2 separate regions of the Sus scrofa genome follow, and region 1 is linked to region 2. The links are chromatin contacts, called in public promoter capture Hi-C maps. All regions are on one chromosome and are shown on one strand. Each heading gives the region's core, a stretch centred on a gene start, on an enhancer-like site or on the middle of the called end of the contact. The rest is flanking DNA. Distances are from core to core; before and after follow the strand shown. Region 1 holds the start of SVIL (supervillin). Region 2 holds the start of MTPAP (mitochondrial poly(A) polymerase).

Evidence for each region. Promoter capture Hi-C pulls out the DNA fragments that hold promoters and counts their contacts.
Region 1: a promoter capture Hi-C map of fetal liver shows a contact between it and region 2, with 8 times the contacts expected there. The contact joins the promoter of SVIL here to the promoter of MTPAP in region 2. A contact is called at or near these places in 4 of 5 promoter capture datasets (fetal liver, fetal skeletal muscle and liver) and 1 of 2 datasets of contacts at active chromatin or transcription factors (alveolar macrophages).

Annotation. Positions count from the first base shown.
Region 1 is chr10:41,174,791-41,178,162 of Sscrofa11.1, reverse strand. It overlaps SVIL (supervillin), which reads right to left and starts at 1,805. Exons shown (of 36, transcript XM_021064788.1): 1 at 1,657-1,805.
Region 2 is chr10:40,762,650-40,765,738 of Sscrofa11.1, reverse strand. It overlaps MTPAP (mitochondrial poly(A) polymerase), which reads right to left and starts at 1,322. Exons shown (of 11, transcript NM_001317082.1): 1 at 1,169-1,322. The coding sequence starts at 1,322.

The DNA of each region.
Region 1 (3,372 bases), core at 556-3,055, 410 kb before region 2:
CGCCGACTCACAGTTCCCCTCGGCGGCGAGGCGCACACACCTCCCCGAGCAAGCTGACTCTCGGCGAGGAGCCCCGGAGAGTCTGTCCCGCCCCCGTCGCCGCAGCTGCCGGAGCAGACAAGTTGCAAGGCGGGTCAGGCCGAGCCCGAGCGGACGCCTCCTTCCCCGAGTGCGGGCGCGCGAGTCCCGGCGCGGTGGGCGGGCGCCGGGTATTAATTGTAGGGCCCCCGGGCGCTCTGAGTGGTTCGGACCGCGGGCCAGGCCGGCGGGGCCGGCGCGACCCACCCCCTCGGCGCGCACCCGCCTGGCTCGAGGACGCGCACGCGCGCACGCGCCCGGCTGCTCCCGGGCCCCCTGGGCTCGCCGAGCTCCCTGTTCCAGTCCCTCAGCTGCAGCAAGGCCCGAGGGGCGCCGCAGACCTTAGAGACCCCGGTCAGGCACTGTGAATATCCAGCCCTTCCAGGGACAAAACCCATCAAAATGTGTGCGAACGTTGTAGTCGCAGGGGCTCGGGGCCACTGGTCAAGCAGATCGTCCTGTGGCCACTCACAGCCATGAAAAAGTCTGGTCACCCTCCGAACTGCCCGTCTTGACAGGGGACCGTCCCCTCTGTCGGTGGTTCTCACACTTTACACTTCTGCTAATCAGAATCCCTCGCCAAACCCCCGAGATTTGTTTAAAACACAGATTGCGAGCCCCACCCCACTGTCTGCTTCTTTAACCTGCCTGGCCCAGAACTTGGCGTTTCTAACAAGTTTCCAGGTGATGCTGAGACAGTGGTGATGATGAAATGAGTTAAGGTTGGTGAAGTACTTGGTAATCTGCGAGGCAGTAAATAAACTTATGAAATTCACTTGTGCTTCTTGTCTGTTTCACTAGTGTTCACATTTACATTCCCTCCAGCTACTGCTTTTTTTCCTCCCACTGTTAGATTCTCATTTTAACTCCTGAGGATGCATCAAGCGGATCCATACCTGCTCCCATCTGAAGAATGAAAAGGGAGTGTGTTAGTTTCCTAAGGCAGCCTTCACCACCTACCCTGCAGACCTGGAGGCCTAGACCACAGAATATCTTCTCACCCATCTGGAGGCTGGAAATCAGGCGTCAGGAGGGTTGTTTCTTCTGAGGCCTCTCTCCTTGGCTTATGGATGGCTGCCTTTCTTCTGTGTGTCTCTGTCCTAATCTCTTTTTAAGACCCCAGTCATGCTGGATTATAGCCCACCCATTAAAGACTTCATTTTCACTAAGTTACCTCTTTGAAGATCCTATCTCCAAATCCAATCACATCCTGAGGTTCTGGGAGTTAGGGCTTCAACAGACGAATTGGGCAGAGGAGACGGGGGCAACTCGGCCCATAACAGCTTTACTGCCCCCAAGATCCCAGAGCAGCTTCTGGGCTCAGCCTTCCCCAATCTCTACTCCATCCTTGTGCCCTCCCCTGGAGCTGGCTCGCATGTGGACTGACAAACACAAACCCTTAAAGTGCTGTGACTCACAGCTGGAAGGACTTAAAATCCAGCTCAGGGTCCTTGAGAATATGATCAGCACAACACTCCAATGTGTGAAAAGAATCTATGAGAAATTCGGAACCCCAGCAGACCTTTCAGAACTGGCCCTTTACAGTTTGTTAATGACGAAGTAGAGAAGCAGCCTTACCTCTGCCCTGCCCTCGTGGGAGCTATGCCCTCTGCCTGGTACCTGTGCCGTCTCTGGAAAGTTCAAGAAGGAGGGTCTGTGTTGAACACATGCAATAAAGACGCTTCCTTCCTCCTGCTATCTGGGAGAGTGCTGGCAGCGTTTAAGCTAGGGAGGCCGGAGGAGGCAGAGACTAGAGCTGTTTACACTGATCCCAGGCTAACCAGAGACAGCTGATCTTCAGCAAATCAGTAATAGCCCTGAATTAAGGATCCTCCCAAAGCCTCATTCCCAATCCCCTGCTGGTCCTGTCTTTACTTTGTGGCTTCAGCTAACACCAGGCGAGACTCTCCCCAATCTCCAGATCCAAGTAGCTACTAAATCAGCACTCCAGACTCAGTATATCCATCATAGAACTCTTTCCCCCAAACGTTGTCTCCCCACCTGCATCCTCTATCTGAGTGACTGGCAAAGGTGCACATCCCATTCAATCCACCTGCTACTGTGTCTTGGATGCCTCACAGCAGCCCCTTTGCTTCTCCATACCCATCACTACTACCCAGGCCAAAGCCCTTTGTGCCGTTTCTCCTGTTTTTTTTTTTTTTTCCCTGCTTTTTAGGGCTGCACCCACAGCATATGGAGATTCCCAGGCTAGGGGTCAAACTGAAGCTGTAGCTGTAAGCCTACACCACAGCTCATGGCAACGCTGGATCCTTAACCCACTGAGCCTGGCCGGGGATAGAACCTGTGTCCTCATGGATACTAGTCAGATTCATTTCCCCTGAGCCACAATGGGAACGCCTCTCCTTGGGTGTTCAATACCAGCCTCCTAACTAGACCACTGCCACAGCATCCTTTTGGCCAGCATCCTCCATACTGCATCCTTGGGTATCTTTCAGAAGCAGAAACCTAGTTATCCTGTGCCCTTTTTTAACCCCTCAATGGATTCCTTTTGTTTCAGGAACGAATTTAAGCACCTTTGCTTGCCTCCTTCTGGAGGCTCATCTCTAACCATTTCCCCATCTGTGCCTTTCATTGGAGCCAAAGGGACCACTCCCAATGCCGGCAGATTCAAGATGGTCCATGTTCTTGGAACACAAATACCCAGCACTCTCTTCATCTAGGGAGATGGTATCACCTCTTCCAGCCTCCTCCAGAGAGTTGCCAGGTCTAGGAAGCCCACCCACCCCTTCCTGAATGAGGTGTCCTTGTGCTGCTCTTTCTGCACCCTGGGCACATCTCAACCATAGCACTTAGAGCGCTGGCCATCATTCCTGGGTCAACCTTCTGCATCTTCCAGCAAACCCTGAGGTCCCAGAGGATAAGAGCCTTAACCATTTTTGTAAGTTTGAAGTCTAGGCTGGACTGGATGCTCAAAAAGAAGTTCACTTTAAGGAATGGACTGATTCCTAGAAATTCAGAAGATTTAGTCAAATTTGGCATCTGCTAGCAAGTACTTTATCTGGAGCAATCTTCACTTTTTCTGACAATATTTATAAGCATGCTCCCTTAAGCTGCTTCCTATTGAATTATAGGTTTATCTTTTAGAATCTCTAGTTAACTTCTATGCTTCCTAAATTCCCAGGGTGCCTTAGGGTTTTTCAAGCTGCTGGTCATGAAATCAGCTTTGTGAGTAAAGATAGGCATTTAAAAAAAAATTTTTTTTTGGTCTTTTGTCATTTTAGGGCCTCACCCGTGGCATATGGAGGTTTCCAGGCTAGGGGTCTAATCAGAGCC
Region 2 (3,089 bases), core at 73-2,572:
TTGAATAGCTGAGTAAATATAAACAAGCCACCTGGGTTAGTCTGTTTCCACAATTATAAAACGGAGTAATAATTACTCTTTCCAAGCCTAGTTCAGAGGTTTCAATATCTCAAAAACCATACAAAAAACTCAAACGTAAACCATGTTAAAATGCAATAGCTTCTTTGGCAGAAGTTTTGCTCCAATTTCCAGTCACTTAAGAATTTTTAACAGAAGCAGCGTCTACTAAATACAACACAATCGGCATTTCAATGAACTGTCGTTTTAACTAATATTTCTCACTCTGTCAATATGAGTCTTTCAGACAGACCGATGAGGACAGCAATCTTATCATTTATTTTAGGGGAAATACTGTACTTGTTTAGTCTACCTTAGAACTGTCCCCAGAAATTATTTTGTTTCTTAAAACTATAGCTCCAGGAAATGGTAAACATCAACACATTTTGTTTAACAAAGGATTCTAAATTAACTTGGCTGCAAGTCACTTAGCTCTCTGCGCCTCTTTCCACATCACTAAAATGGAGACAGGGATGCATTTCTTGCTAGATTTGTTCAAGAATTGTAAAGAACATATACGCAGCTCCGGGGTCACAAGAGAGGTTCAAGCATGGTGGACTTAATACACTTGCATATAAATTTAGAACGCCTGAGGGACAACAACCTGTTCCAGTGGATTCAAACCTGGTACCAAGCTGATTTTGCTCAAAATGGCCAGAAACATAAAGCAACCGACAGTAATTTCAGAGGCAGAACCCTCCACTGGATGACCGGGAATCCCCGTTATTAATCAACGGCTTCACCACGCTCAGCCTCCATCAGCACCTTGTAAGCATCAAAACCAGTTACATTTGGGAGTAAGGAAGCGACTGACTGAGCCGAGGCATCACTTTCATTACCCGCAACGTTACTTTGCCAAATTGTCAAACACTAGCAAACCGTGCTGCCGGCACGCACTTCACAGGTTCCAATAACGTCATCACTGTGCACAAGAGTCTCCGGAAAAGAACCGTCACACACCCACCCCGCCGCCAGTCCGAGCCACGGCGGCGGCCCTCGGTTCCCCGAGGGAGGTCTGCCGAGGACGGGACGCGGCCTCCCCCAACCCCAAAGGGTCCACGGCCGCTTCCCCTTCCCTCTCCCACCGCGACTACAGACCCGGCGCCTTTACCTGTCTCCGCGCTCCCCGAGAACTGCTCTTCTCTCCTGAGGTCTGCGGCCACCGTTCCCGGACAACTGAGAAGCCTACGGAGAGCACGCTGGACTTGATTTCTCTGAGCACCGAGGGACAACCGGGTCAACAGTCCCACGCCGCGGGCCGCCATTGTCAGAGCGGCGGAGACTCCGAGCCAGGAGGTCGCCGGGCGTCTGCGCATGTGCGCCGAGGCCCAGAGGATGGGAAGCCTAGAGGGTCAAAGTAGGAGAAAAACGTTCACGTGTAAAAGAAATTGAGACGCGGTTTGAATGGGGATGGCTGAGGTTTTCAACACGTTTTATTTCCGCTCTCCGGGTTCTCCAAAAGAAGACCCCCAGAGAACGAGCACACCACCTACTCTTTCACATAGCCGTGAAAACAGAACCAGAGAGCAAGGGCAGGAGGAAAGAGCACTGACTTGGGAACCTAAGAATATAATAAACCATAACACTGTTTCTTTTTGTCTTTTTTCTTTTTTTTAAAATTATATTGAAGTATAGTTGATTTACAATGTTGTGTTAATTTCTACTGTACAGCAAAGTGATTGGGTTATACATATACACATATACATTCTTTTTCAGATTCTTTTCCCGTATTGGTTATCACAGAATATTGAGTAGAGATTTCTGCGCTCTACAGCAGGTGGCGTTGACCATCCATTCGCTGTATAACTGAATAACACTTTTTCTTGACCAAACACTGTTCTATGTGCTTTACAGGTGTTGACTCTTTTAATCCTTGCAACAGCCCTGTGAGGTAGGACTCTTATTATCTCCATTTACTTATGGGTAGGCTAAGGCACAGAGGGGTTAAGTGACATTTCTAAAGTTGTACAGCTAGGCAGGGACAGAGATGGGAGTTAAACCCAGGTTTCCTGGTACAAGATTTCTTTCTTTCTTCCTTTCTTTCTCTCTTCTTTCATCCCTCCCTCCCTCTCTTTCTCTTCCTTCGTTCCTCTATTTCTTTCTTGCTTTCTTTCTCTTCCTCCCTTCCTTCTTTTCTTCCCTTTCTTTTTTTGGAACAATTTTATTGAGATTTAATTCATATATTCATATTACACAATTTGCCCCTTTAGGTGTGCTATTCAAGATTTTTAGTATATTCACAAAGATGTGCAATAACCACAATCATTTTAAAGCATTTTCATCACCTCCAAATGAAACCTGTGCCCATTAGCTACCACCTCTCATCGCCACCCTCCCCCCCAGCCCTAAATAACCACTTACCTACTATGCATCTCTATAGAATTGCCTCTCTGGACATTTCATATAAATGGAATCATACAATATGGTGTAATGGCATGTCTTGTTACCTCATTCCTTTCTATAGCAAAGTAATATTCCATTGTATGAATATGCCACATGTGGCTGGTTATCCATTCCTCAGTTAATGGGCATTTGGGTTGTTTCCACCTTTTTGTTATGATAAATAATGCTGCTATGAATGTTCATGTACAAGCTTTTGTGTGGACGTATGTTTTCATTTCTCTTGGGTACACCCAGGAGTGGAATTGCTGGATCACAGTATAGCTCTATGTTTAACTTTTTGAGTAACCACATGCAGCTGCATCATTTTCATTCTTACCACGGTGTATGTGTTTTCTAGTTTCTGCACATTCTTATCAACATTAGCTATTTTCCATAGCTCTTTTTTCCATAGCTCTAATTTCTGCACATTCTTATCAATGAAGCTATTTTCCATAGCTTTTTTTTTTTTTCCTGTGATCATGGGTCATTTGTGTATTTTCTTTGGAGAAATATCTAATCAGATCCTTTGCCCATTTTTAAATTAGATTGTTTGTCTTTTTTCTATTGTTTTATGAGTTCTTTATATATTCTGGATATAAGTCCCTTGTCAGATATATGATTTGCAAATATTTTATCCCATTCCATGTGTC